Linked DNA regions of Mus musculus: all the other regions are linked to region 1. Evidence: chromatin contacts called from public Hi-C data. All regions are on one chromosome and are shown on one strand. Each heading gives the region's core, a stretch centred on a gene start, on an enhancer-like site or on the middle of the called end of the contact. The rest is flanking DNA. Distances are from core to core; before and after follow the strand shown. Region 1 has its middle 62 kb from the start of Gm5084. Region 2 overlaps A530065N20Rik (RIKEN cDNA A530046M15 gene). Region 3 has its middle 34 kb from the start of Gm35333. Region 4 has its middle 25 kb from the start of Gm35333.

Region 1 (3,223 bases), core at 590-3,089:
AAAAAAAAAAAAAAAAAGCCAGCAGTTCTGCCAAAACCCAGCGTGGGCCTCAAGCTCTGAGAGAGAGTTGTGTAGTTGGAGGTGAGATCTGCCTAGCTACAAGAGGACCCAATAAAATGTTCTCATTCTGCTACCCCGCTGTAGGAACCTAGAGGCAGGGTCGTTGCTTTTGCAAACTGGTGGTGCATTTAAAATGAGAAGAGCTGGGGGAACACTGGACATGAGCAGCCATCAGCACATCTGATCCTTGGCTTCATCTTTCTCCTGAAGATCTACTACCGGGGGCCTTTTCCCCTCAATCCCATTTTGTTTCCTGTCCATTCTGTTTGAAGTGAGTATCTCTGAGCTAAGTGCATAGCCCTGGGTAGGCGGTCAGCGTGTTGACATGCACACAGTGCTGGGCTGGTCACCCATCATTGGGAGCTTACCATCACATATTGGATGATGGGATAGAGGCCATGAAAGTGATCCTCTGTAGTGGGCTTCGTAGATGATGTTAGAGAGGCGTCTCTGGGATTTCAGGAGTAAATACACTGAACAGAGTAGAGAGACACTGGTTTCCTTAGCATAGGTGAGACTCACTGAAATGACCCATTTGGAACACAGATCATACTCCAAGGTTCCACAGCACCTCAGCCATGGCCTCCCTCACCTGAAACTGCACAAATGAAATGCTCACCCCAGGGTCTTGGTGCTTCTAGGGGAAGCATGCTTGTCCCTGGGGTCCCAGAGCCAGCCCTGCACTGTCTGGTGTCAGAGCCACCATCCATGGCCTTACATATCTTCTTCTCTTCCAGAACTCAAACAGCAGAGTGGTCCTGAAACTCGATCAACTAAACCCAAATGACCTCAAAACTCATGGATTACACTTTCCTGAATATAGTTGGGATTTTAGCAGCAAATACATTTGGCTCCTCACAGTTCGTTCTCCTGAACTTTCTGTCTGGACGCCGGGTCTTAGCGGGACGCCAGGAAGGGGCGGGACACCACCTGCAGTTTCCAGGCTGATGGCGTGGATTTTATTAACCTCCATAGTCGTGCCTGCCTCCTCGTTTGAAGACTTTTGTGAAAGGCAGCTTGAGAGATGTCTACTCATAACTTCCAGTCCCTGGTGGGAAAATGCTCCTAGGTTCAGAACTCAGAAAGGGAAAGCCAAAATCGCTTCTAGGGAACACTCGGTTGCTTTTAACAAACCCATTTGTCTGTCATTTTCATTTTATTAACAACAGCACCAGAGCCCTTTGGTGCTTCTATGGCTGTGTTCTCTCTTTACTCTGATTTTATTCACTTGGTCCGCAAATACCGTTAGCATTTAGTCTAGGCTCCGCCCCACGGTTACCTGGGAACAGCCAGGTGTGCCTCGCTCACTATAAAAGGGGCTGCTTGCCCCCTCCTCTCTCTCTTTCTCCCTTGCTCTCCCTCTGTCCTCTCGCTCTTTCCCCAGCTTCTCCCCTAATACTTCTGCCATCAAACCCAATCCCAGGTACTTCGGTCTCTTTCCCGAGCCTTGGTGTGAGAACCGGTCTTGTCTCCCCCTTGATGAAAGCTGTTCTTGCCCACCTGCTGCCAAGAAGGCAGAGGCCAGCTCAGCTGAGGCTGCGCCCTGGGGGAGGGCGGCAGGAGGCGAAGGTTCCAGTGAGGAAGAACAGACCACTAATAAATCGCACAGTCATTACCCTTTATGCATACTTCTTCTAATAGGTGTTGCAGATTCCTGCCTCCTAATAAGGAAAGGAAGTGGGAACACATAAATTCTCTCAAGGGAGTCAGACAGCCCGAAGCCACGTTCGACAGCTGCAAACGTTACCATGCGCACACAAGCAAAACATGGCTTTAAAGAGCCATCCAGGGCTAGATTCTGGCAAGGTTCCCTTGGATCTAGACTGTGTTTTTGCATTGCTATAGCCGAAAAGGAGAGCATTTCTCCCGCCAGCCACACGGGCTGGGCTGATTAAATAAACAATGACATTAATTGATTGATGGAAAGAGGCTTTATTGAATGCATCCCAGCCTTGGTCTTTATCCCAGAGATTTGTTTGTTTGCCTGCTGGAATGTTTAGTTGTTTACTTAACTGATTCTCTCTCTCTCTCTCTCTCTCTCTCTCTCTCTCTCTCTCTCTCTCTCTCTCTCTTCCTCCTCTTGTTCTTCCTCCTCCTCCTCCTCCTCCTCCTCGATCTTACCTAAGCCATTCAAGTTCTGGCACAAGAAAGAAGCATTTTGAAAGTTTTTCTCTGCACTGCCACCTTGCCACGAGTCTACCACGGGCTTAGTAACGCTGCCTCCTAGCCGGCCGGCTTTTTTATCTTCTAGAATTTGCTTTTCCTGGGGCCATCTAAGGGTTTGTTGAGGATGGGCTGCCCCATACATACCTGGTGATGCAGAGAAGGAATTCAAGGCCGAGTTTAACAGGCTATTTCTCCATCCCCCTCCCCCAACCCTAGGCTCTATGGTTTACAGAGAACATCCATGAGAGTAGGTAGGGCCAGGGTTTACAAGGAATCCAGAAGGTTAGGGCAGCAGACAAGAATTTGTTGCCTGTTTCGATTTTGTCCAAGGTTTGGCTTTGTTATAATTATATGACTGAGTCTTTCCTAGGAGTTCCTGTCAGCTCTCCCCAGGGAGAGCTCCGGGTCCTACCACACAGCTTCTTTCATCCTTCACACTGGCATGGCCAAGGAAGGGACTTTGGGAATCAGTGTGTGATTCTGAGCTACTTCTGACTTCTCGACTTCAGGATTGTTTTGCCCCATTTTTCACCAGCAGAGGCTAAGATGCCCTTGCTCAGAAGACCAGCAGAACTCGGAGCCTTGCATCTCCCCCCAGATGGCAGGAAGGGGGCTATGTTCCCCGTTTTTTGTTTTTTGTTCTTTGGTATGGTAACTATCAGCATTTCTTCTAGGCTCTACCCTACAGTTACCTGCCAACACTCATATGCCTGACTCACTATAACAGGGGCTGCTTGCCTCTTCCTTACTCTCTTACTCCCTTCCTCTCTTTCCTCTCTGCCCCTTCTCTCCTCATTCCCCTCCCCCCTCTCTCCATGTGTTCAAGGTTAGCCTCTACTCCCCGTGCCCTAAATAAATTCTATTCTACCCTATACCCATCATTGTGTGGTTAGTTCTCTCTCTCTCTCTCTCTCTCTCTCTCTCTCTCTCTCTCTCTGCCTCTGCTACCCCCTTAACTCCCCTCTCCATGTCCTAAATAAGCTCTATTCTATGCTAT
Region 2 (3,273 bases), core at 222-2,721, 170 kb after region 1:
TCCTCCCTCAGCAGCAGCCCTTCACCTGCCCTTGGCGGTTACCTGCCAACATCGGCCAGTAGGGAAATATTACTCCTTTTGGATGTCATGATCTAATCTCTTCTCCCTCTGTTTTCAATGCTATCATCAGAAAACTTGGATTTCATGCAAAACGACCCTCAAATCTACATCAACTCCTTGAAGAAGGCAGGGTGCGCTAAAGGGCCTGATGAAGCTTTCCGTCCTTGGTCTGGTCCCCAGTTTCAATCATCTGTGTGGGCTGATGAGGGACTGGGAAGAGCAGGCAGAAATTTTGAGGGGGCACAATGGTAAATTAAATAGGGATCTGACTGCTAAGGGAGGAGAAGCTGAAGGTCTTGTAAGATCTTTCATCTGTACTGTTCCTTCACACCCTGTGAAGCCCCATTTACCCTGGGCTACCACATCCCTGTTCTTTACAGATAGCACTCTGCCCAAATTCTCATCCATGGATTCACATAATCTCCTCCATGATGAGTAGAGCCAGACAGTTGGCTCCTTGTGCCTGCTGGCACCTGTCACATGTCCCCATCTGGGCCATAACTGTTGAGTCTTCCCCAGGGCACCACTGGGCATCAGACTTGGATTTGAGGAGGCCCAGATCATCTGGCCCTCAGTGGCCTGCCCTCCGTGTGTTCTTGGATCAGTGCTCAGACTCATCTCTGCAGCCAATATTATAAGGTAAATTAAAACCGCGGGGCCACTCTTTGAAAGACACCATCTGTTGCTCTACTCCAGTACCTTCTTGAACAGAGTGACACTCGTGAGTTGTTTTATACTTCTCTTCTTGACCAGCTCAGATTTCTCCCTCCAAATTTCTCACCAGAAGGAAATGAGCAGATCTCCCTACATTGTGTCCTGTAACAGCTATGTGGCAGGTACACACATCCACACACACAGGCTCCCCTTCCCCAGTATTTTCCCTTGGAAATGTTGATGAAATTCTCCCATAGCGGCTAGCCCCAGGGACACAGATTTTTACATTGAACATTGGACATTTCTGGGAAGGGTTGATCCCATAACATTTGGACTCGGTATTTAGAGTTTGTGTCGGGTCATGTCTTATCCACAACATCACCCCACTTCATTAAGTGGAAAGGAACTGTATTGCCAGAGTTACAAAAACAAGCTGTTCTTTAACAGAGCCGGTTATCTGAGCCCAGACCCTCCTTCTTGGAGCCTGGAGAGGTAGGCTGTCAGGGGTGGGGGGCGGGAGCGGGGGCCTGGAGGGGTAGGGTAGGCTGTCAGGGTTGAGGGGGGTGGAAACTGCGGTCTTTACAAAGTGAGCAAGCAGTGATGCGTGTGCCAAGGTGCCTGGCCTCAGAGAACAATAAAGGGAATCTCTTTTATCCCCCACCTTTGCCGGTTTTCTCCATTTCTTTTAGGGCTGTCACGGGCTCTTAACATGATATAAGGAGGCGCCTGAGGATCATTTGCTTCTCTTGGCATGGGAACAGTGAAAGTCTCTGTTTGCCATCAATCTTGCCTCTCTCCCTCAACTCCTTCTCACCAGGCCCCAGAGTGAAAAACGAGAACATTCCGATCTCGCATGTTAAACCATAACTAATTATTATTAGATCGGTTTTCGCTCTCTCCCGGCCCAAACGTCAAAAGTAGAAGTCTTAATTTACTAGCTCCAGTAGGTCTCTAGCCAGCGTGGGGAGGAGATGGGATGCTTCCAGAGACAACCCAAGTTTAACTGGCTACAAGAGGGGGCTACAAGAGATAGCTGAGATCAAGGATGCTCCTCTAGCAGATCCAGATCAATTCCCAGCACCCACAAGGCGGCTCACACCCATCTGTGACTCCAGTTCCGGGAGATCTCACACCCCCTTCTGGTGTATATGGGTACTGCATGCATGTGGTATGTACATACACAAGACTGGCAAAACACATCCGGTAAATAAACAAGTCTTTTTAAAATAGATATTCAGGGTCAAAGAGTACACATGGAGGGACCCATGGCTTCAGCTGCATATGTAGCAGAGGATGGTCTTATCTGGCATCAGTAGAAAAGGAGGCCCTTGGTCCTGTGGAGGCTTGATGTCCCAGCATAGGAGCATGTTAGGGCAGTGAGGTCGGAGTGGGTAGGTGAGTGGAGGAGCACCCTCATAGAGGCAAAGGAGAGGGAGATGGGATAGGTGGTTTGCAGAGTGGAAACCAGGAAGGGAGACAGCATTTGAAATGAAAATAAATAAAATAACCAATAATAATAATAAAAAGATATTCAGTAAGAGGAATGCCAACTAAATTCTCAACATTCTATTTCATGGTCACCAAAATGAACCGAGCTGTCAGTACCATCACTTTAGAGAGTCATATGCCATTATCTGGTCAATGCGGAAAAGAAAGGCATTTTGTCGTGACCTTAGTTCCGTTGAATGGAGATGATTTGGTAAGCTCTGAGATACCACGGCATGAAACTGACACTAGAGTATAGTGCAGGCAGCAATGCCCCTCAGAACTGTCCTGAGCACATCCAGCAAAAATCATTAAATTCATGGTTGTGACGTAGACATTCCCATGCTACAGCTGAGAAACTAGAAGTGTAGATGTTTTGATTAACGTAGACAAGCCAAGTATAAGACAGATGACTTACATCCAGGCAGCTATTCTCAAATGCTACAGGGTGTTTGGCTCTTTCTGTTGTTGTTGTTGTTGTTGTTGTTGTTGTTGTTGTTATTATTATTAAAATAGGATCTCAGCATGCAGTCTGGCAGTGACAGGTCTGAATTTTGAGATCCTCCTACTTCATTCAGCCTCTGGAGTGACAGGATTATAGGTGTGTACCGCTATGCCTGCCTGAGACTGTGTGACACTCTGGGTCACACTGAGGCAGCAGACAGGGAACAGAGTTTAGAGCAGGAGTGGGCTGTGCTATGACTCTCAAAGGCTGTCCCCAGTGACTCACTCTGACCAGCCACGCCTACCCCAAAGGCCCACACCTGCCCTAAACAGCACCACTAATTGGGGAACATGTGTTCAACACATGAGCCTGCAAGGGACATTTTACATTCCAGCCATAAAGGACATTAAACTCCAAAGTGTTCCACAAACTCAGTCTTTATAATGCTGGCTCAGAAAGATGTTGAGCGCTTTGAAAAATGAAAGAACAAAAACCTTTTTTAAAATGGCTGAAGAGATGACTCAGAGGTTAAGAGCCCCCATTCTTCTAAACTTAAAGAGCCAAAGGATCCAGATTTGATGCCCAGCATCAAAGGTCGGTGGTTCACATCCATTACTCAAGCTCCAGGG
Region 3 (3,252 bases), core at 744-3,243, 200 kb before region 1:
TAAGAACAACATTTAATTGGGGCAGGCTTACAGGTTCAGAGGTTCAGTCTATTATCATCAAGGTGTGAGCATGGCAGCATCCAGGCAGGCATGGTGCAGGAGGAGCTGAGAGTTCTACACCTTCATCTGAAGGCTGCTAGGAGAAGACTGATTCCCATGAGGTTAGGAGGAGGATCTCAAAGCCCATCCCCCACAATGATACACTTCCTCCAACAAGTCCACACCTCCCAGTGGTGTCACTTCCTGGGCCAAGCACATTCAAACCACCACACCAAGGAAACAAAAGATGCCTGCAATGAAAACTTTAAAGTGCTCGATGAACACCTGGAGAGACGGCTCAGTGGTTGTTAAGAGCAGTTGTTGGTCTTGCAGAAGATCTGAATTCAGTCCCCAACATCTCACATGACACAACCATCTGTAACTACAATTCCAGGAGATCCAATGGCTTCTTCTGATCTCTGTAAGAATCAGTCACTCACACGGTACAGATACATACATGTAAGCAAACATTCACACCCACAAAATAATGATGAAAATCACAGCTGTTATGAGGGTAACCAACTGAGTTTTAAAGTTGGATACAAGGCCCACTTTGTAGGTGGGAGCTCGTGTCCAACAGTGTGGGCCTGGTCAAAGACCCATGGCTAGGGGAGCCATTGGCTCTAGGGATGAGCCTTCTAGGTTTATTTTGCTAAGCTTATTTGTTAAGCTGCATCTTAATAGTTATGCTTGCTCTGTAGTCTAGCAATATCCTCAAGTTTGTTCAAAGAAGTTTATCTTTGCAGGGAGCATTTGCTAATACAAACTCGCGGTTGGTGACAAGGTTGAGAACCAATCACTATACATGCTCAGCATTACACAAACCCCCCTTATTGTCTCCTCCACAGCTTGGAGAACATTGTGGAGGAAGCAGGAGAAAGAACTTAAGATCTGAGGGACATAAGGTGCTGTCATGAGGGCATGACATGGCTGCCACGCTCATGAACTCACAATGGCTAGAGCTGTCTGCACAAGTCTGAGCCCCCAAAACATTCAGCCATAGATGGGAAAGAGTTTCATAGGATCCCCTCCGCCCAGGGGGTGAATGGTGGTGGATGACTGCGGTGGGGGGCGGGGGGGGGGAAATAATTTTCTTCAGTGATGTAGCCACTTCTGCGTTATCCACAATTCAATGGACTCTCCACACTCTAGCCCAAGCTAATGGCGGTCACTAGAGCTGGTGGATCACAAAACAGAAACAAGAGGGATGGGGCTTGGTGGAATAGGAGGAGGGTAAGAAAGAGTGAAGGAATGAGTGTGAACAGAATGCATTATACACACGTATCAAATTGTCAAAGAATAGATTAGTAAAAATAAATTAGATCTCAGAGTCTCTCTCTCTCTCTCCCTCTCTCTCTCTCTCTCTCACACACACACACACACTTCTAGGAGGTGAATACACTTCAGTTTAAATGATAGAAACCTGGCTTTGACTTTTCTTCCTATAACTTTGGCTCCCAACCTTCTTGATGCTGCGACACTTTAATGACTTTAACGGAGCCCCTCATGTTGTGGTGACCCACAACCATACAATTATTTTAGTTGCTATTTCATAACTGTAATTTTTCTACTGTTATTAATTGTGATGCAAGTATTTTTGGAGATAAGAGGTTTGCCAAAGTGGTTGAGAACCGCTGCTTTAACTCAATATTGACTCTTCCCTGTTAAGAGAGACATCATGATGTTTATCGAAGACTCTAATGGAGTTTGGGTTGGGGGAGAGAATCTCGGTGATAATAAATTTTCATACAAATCAATTACTTTAATGCTATGAAATATTTAGTAACTCACGTCTGTCTGCCTAAAGCGGGGACAGTTAAATTATGACGAATGTGACATGTAATTCCTTGGGGACACCACTGGGTGGAGCCATTTCCACAGCAAAGATACAACAAAGATAAAATGGAAAATCGTGTTCAAGGCACAAAAGTAGCTTACTAATAAATTCTCTATGCTTCCGGTCATCTGGCCCACAAGTCTCCAAGCCGGCAATGAATGAATGAATCAATGAATGAATGAATCAATGAATGAATGAATCAATGAGTGAGTGAGTGGCTGAAAGAGGAAGCAATACAATGTAGCCAAAAGTTTAGCCAGTGGATCCTGTCTGTGGCTTTGGCTGTTTTTTGTTTTGTTTTTTGGTTTTGTTTTGTTTTGTTTTTTACACAGGGGCTGTAACAGCAGTCTAGTGGGCTGGCTGCATGGAGGGACGCAGCCCTCTGGGCCAGCTGATGTGATGAGGGAGCCAAGCTACTCCTCAGCAGGAAAAGGTCTTACACTTACATCTCAGAGCATGTCTTGGGCTGCCTAATGGAGCTGCTTCTCTTTTGTTCTTCCTTTTGCAGCTGTTTTCAAGCCTTGCATTTTAGGTGCGTGGGTGTTTGGTCTGACACATGTCTGTGCAGCATGTGCAGTGCCCGTGGAAGCTTGCAGAAGATGTTGAATTTCCTAGAACTGGAGTTATAGACACTTCGGAGCCACCTTAACAGTGCTGGGAGTCGAACTCCGGTCCTCTGGAGGAGCAGCCAGTCCTCTTACCCTCCAGGTACCTCTCGTAGGTTTTTTTTTTTTTTTTTTTTTTTTGACATATCAAATTTGACAAGTCAAATTTGTCTCCTGATTGAAAAGTTTTCACAGAGACATCATGGAGTTGGCTGGCTTACCCCAGAGTTTTCCACATTAAAATCATTTAACACAGAAACTATCAAAGATGACCAAATGAAAGGTGTCATTTATAATCCCAAGAGAGGGGTTCCCTTTGCTTAGAAGGCATTCTTTTTGGCTCTGAGAAAGGGCAGCTGAGGTCAGCTCAGGCTGCTGTACAGCCTGCTCCAGAGGCCCACACAGCCCACAGACAGAGGCCCACCCGGCCCACGGACAGAAACCCACTACCTCTGCTCATCAACTGCCACAGTGCTCTCTTTCTGATTATTTTCTTGGCTAAAAAACAGCACCAAAAGAGAGGTAATTAAAAAAAATTGACTTCTGGCAATGGTTTCCTATGCCAAGGGAAGCGAGAGAGCCCAATTTTATTGCCCCATGAGTCAGTTTTGTCTGTTACTGTAAAAAGATTGTTATGAAACTCATCAAATATTACTTCAGAGGAGAGCCAGTGTTTGTGATCTGTTCAGAAAACAAATTAATCAAGACACTTCCGGACGGGTCCTGGCTTCACTGGCTGAAGTGGTATTTACGTAGCCACCTTCCAGAACC
Region 4 (3,399 bases), core at 415-2,914, 140 kb before region 1:
ACAATGTATATAGATAGGCCAAAACATCACATTGCATACTATGAATATATTATTCATACTCATTCAGAAAAAAATAATGGACCTGTCTGTGAGCTCATGTGACTGGATGTCCACACCAGACCCATGCCCTAACCTACTTTCTTGTCTTTGAAGATATCTCCACTAGAGATGAGGCTGGAGGTGGTGGGGGTTACCAAGGGCTGCCCTGGAACTGGTAACTCTACCTGAAGCCTCTTGTGAAATTCTTAAGAGATGTGATGCCACCCTGCCTGGACCACATAGGATTCGTTATATGATTGACAGGGGCAGGGGACATCTGGGTCAGACCTTTGATCACAAATGCAAAGATCATTCCTCCTCAGTCTTGCGTCTGCTGCTGTTTCTAGGCCTGGTCTCAAAGTCCAACAAGCTTGTGTTTTGTAAGATTGCTTTTTCATGACTGAGTCTTTGAGAAGGAAGGGCCAAAAAGGTAACGAACTCCAGTCTGTCTTCGGTGAGCTGCACCTGCCTAAAGCATTTCCACACTCCCACTCTAATGGCGACTTACCTTTCTTAATGACCATGGAAGATTGTAGTTTCTCTTTGTTGTAACTGGAATGCTAAAGCTGAACAGCCCTGATATGAAGATCTGAAATCAATATACTCCAGTCCCCTAAAACGTCCTGAGGACCCACACAGCCTTCCAAGATCGGTATAGGTTGGGACATTTTGCACTTTTGATACTTTGGGTTAGGTGTGTTCAACTGCAATGCCCACTTTCTGTTCCTGTACCTTTTTGGATAAGGGTTATATAGTCAATCCTGCATTTATCTTTATAGTTTTACTTTTCTTTTTTTAAGGACCTATATTCAATAAGGAGAAGCTCAGTATTCCAATGGTGGAGGCTGCCAAGGGATCATGTGGTTTAACCCTCAGTTTTCCAGAGGAGGAAGCCAAAGTAGCAGGAGGAGAAGAACCTTTCCCAAGTCTCAAAGCATCCTTTATTAAGGCTCGTGGCCGCCTGCTTGCACAATCTCCGAGCTGCTTCTCTTCCCCTTATTATCACAGTAGGAAAGAGAATCACTAAGATGTAATTTTACTCCTAGTTATGTGTGCACATGTGCATTTGTGCGTGGGTTTGTGCAGGTACACAAGTACCTGGATGTTAGAAGATGGTGCTGGGTCCCCTGGAGCAGAAGTTGTGAGACTTGGGTGCTGGCAACCAAACCCAAGTCCCCTGGAAGAGCAGAAAGCATTCGTAAGCACCGAGCTCTTGATCTAACCTCAACTCTCTGCTTACTATAAATAGCCCTTTAGAGAAGAGATTGTCAAATGAAAGCATTTTAAAAATCCAAATATTCTCATCACAGTAGTATGAGTTTATTCACAGACCCACAGACAGACAATGAAGTGGTCACCAGAAGATATGATGTGGCCTCCTTAGGCCTTGGTTCTCTTGTGCCCTAGGATCTCTGTGTCCAGTCACCAGTAGATTCAGGGATGGGCATTTAGAGAAGGCCTGTGAGACCCGGTGGGGTAGGAGATGGCTTGCAGTTTACAGGCCTGTGCAGGCTTCATCTCCAGTACTGGTTTTCTAACACTGCCCTTCCAGTTGGCATCTGCCTGTTCTCAGTTGTGGCTGTGTGGGGGAGGTAGAAGCGCGTGCTTCCAAGCCCTTGGGGATGCAGTAATGAGAACCATGTGTACACGGAATGCTGAAGGAGCCACACCTGGGACGTATTCAACCCATGACAGACACCCGTGTGGCCAAAAAAAAAAAAAAAAAAAAAGCCAGTGCCTTTTGACTGTGCCTGTTTTATGAAAATATGCAAGCAAACACACACACACACACACACACACACACACACACACACACACACACACACCGATAAAATTGCTGTGGAATCTAAGATTTATGTGTGATTTCTCCCTTCCCTCCCTTTCTCCCCCTCCCTCTCTTTCTTTTGTCTCCATAAATTGCAAAAGGCTTGGCCGCACTTAGACCAAGGAGAGCCAGGGAAAGAGCAAGCCTGAGTCAGAAGGGAAAATCAGCTCTCTTCTGCCTGGCGCACACCCCCTTCCTTCCCCCAGGGACTCTCAAGTTACCTTCCTAATGAAAAACAGGCCTTTCAAAAAATGACTTGAGACCAAATGAAAAACGATTCGCATCTGAGCCTCGGCTGTTGGGGATGGGCCCTAGGATTTATGACGAGGAATTTTGTGGCTCCCTACCCCGCCATCCAAGTCCTGGAATTACTAGGAATATGGGGATAAGAGAGACTGGCTGTAACTAATTCCATCAACAACAAACAGACAAACAAAACCAACCAAACAAAAAGCAACATCAATAACAAAAAAACCCATATACTGACTCTGCATGAACCATGTTTTCGCTCATTTTGCTATGAACACGCGAATAAGCGATCTCCTGCTGCTCTGGACTCCAGGATCCCAAAGTTCTGGGTATCGTTCAAAGCAGAGGGGTGGGGACAGAGGGCTTGCAGGGTGAACACTGCCTGCTGCTGGTTTGGCTGAAGGTGCCCATTAAGACGGCTATTGGTCTGTCCCACTCTGCCTCCTGCCTTGGGTCCCCCCTATTTCTTGAATTGTGTTCAGTAACAGCCCTCTGGTAAGTATACCACTGGCTTCCTGTATACCCTTGTTCCCTGGTGTTATCCTTAGGGCTTTATTGCTGTGAAGAGACACCATGACCACAGCAACTGTTATAGAGAACATTCAATTGGGGCTGGCTTACAGTTCAGAGGTTCAGTCCATCCTTGTCATGGTGTAAGAAACATGGTGGAAGGCAGACAGACAGAAATGGTGCTGGAGAAGGAGCCGAGAGTTCTCTATCTGGATCCACAGACAGCAGGAAAAGCAAATGACCCACGCCCGACCTAGCTTGAACATCTGAGACTTCAAAGCCAGCCCCTGCCGTGACACACTTCCTCCAAGGCCACACCTCTGAATAGTGCCCCTCCCTATGGGTCAAACATGCAAACACACAAGTCTGTGGGGGCCATTCCTACTCAAACCACCAGGAAGCTGGCATTTCCTGAATTGTGCCATCTCAGCCATCCTGCCTGTACAACCTCACCATCCCAGGTCTCCTTCTTCTTTTTCCCTAAGTGGGTTTCTGCCTCTGCCAGGTGCTGCTTCCCTGTGTGAAGGACCAATTCTGCCCCACTGTAGTATGGAAGGAAGCATCTCTGGTACCCACAGGCCCTAAACTCCTTGGATGAAGGGAATATATCCATTGTCTCTGAAACCCCAGCTGTGTTCAGGAACTCCAGTGTAATCATTAAGGTTCGCTTTTCCTATGGCTCAGATGTCTATGCTCTAGTGTTTGCTTATTCTTTTAGGTAGCGTCTCATACCCACCCCAACAAGGGATAATCAATCCAGGGTCATTATCTCTAGC

Evidence for each region. Hi-C and Micro-C count contacts between places; a contact is called where the count stands out from the background.
Region 2: a contact with region 1 is called in a Hi-C map of uterus, with 8 times the contacts expected there. The contact joins two enhancer-like sites. A contact is called at or near these places in 4 of 484 Hi-C or Micro-C datasets (nephron progenitors and uterus).
Region 3: a contact with region 1 is called in a Hi-C map of uterus, with 5 times the contacts expected there. The contact joins two enhancer-like sites. A contact is called at or near these places in 1 of 15 datasets of contacts at CTCF or cohesin (the NIH/3T3 cell line), 15 of 484 Hi-C or Micro-C datasets (the N1E-115 cell line, embryonic fibroblasts, embryonic stem cells and 5 more), 3 of 115 datasets of contacts at active chromatin or transcription factors (embryonic fibroblasts, embryonic limb bud and fibro-adipogenic progenitors) and 1 of 9 other capture datasets (embryonic trunk).
Region 4: a Hi-C map of uterus shows a contact between it and region 1, with 1.8 times the contacts expected there. The contact joins two enhancer-like sites. A contact is called at or near these places in 1 of 15 datasets of contacts at CTCF or cohesin (the NIH/3T3 cell line), 3 of 484 Hi-C or Micro-C datasets (muscle stem cells, nephron progenitors and uterus) and 1 of 9 other capture datasets (embryonic tail).

Annotation. Positions count from the first base shown.
Region 1 is chr13:60,266,282-60,269,504 of GRCm38.p6, reverse strand. No RefSeq gene overlaps it. Among named protein-coding and RNA genes, the nearest start is that of Gm5084, 62 kb to the right of the region's middle. Within about 2 kb of position 1,839, at least 38 of the 459 cell types and tissues checked have an H3K27ac peak or open chromatin away from gene starts, as enhancers often do. A contact at or near this core is called in muscle stem cells and uterus, where this site is marked.
Region 2 is chr13:60,098,234-60,101,506 of GRCm38.p6, reverse strand. All of the region lies in intron 1 of A530065N20Rik (RIKEN cDNA A530046M15 gene), which reads right to left. Among named protein-coding and RNA genes, the nearest start is that of Gm46420, 27 kb to the left of the region's middle. Within about 2 kb of position 1,471, at least 17 of the 459 cell types and tissues checked have an H3K27ac peak or open chromatin away from gene starts, as enhancers often do. A contact at or near this core is called in uterus, where this site is marked.
Region 3 is chr13:60,467,047-60,470,298 of GRCm38.p6, reverse strand. No RefSeq gene overlaps it. Among named protein-coding and RNA genes, the nearest start is that of Gm35333, 34 kb to the right of the region's middle. Within about 2 kb of position 1,993, at least 41 of the 459 cell types and tissues checked have an H3K27ac peak or open chromatin away from gene starts, as enhancers often do. A contact at or near this core is called in muscle stem cells and uterus, where this site is marked.
Region 4 is chr13:60,408,531-60,411,929 of GRCm38.p6, reverse strand. No RefSeq gene overlaps it. Among named protein-coding and RNA genes, the nearest start is that of Gm35333, 25 kb to the left of the region's middle. Within about 2 kb of position 1,664, at least 98 of the 459 cell types and tissues checked have an H3K27ac peak or open chromatin away from gene starts, as enhancers often do. A contact at or near this core is called in muscle stem cells and uterus, where this site is marked.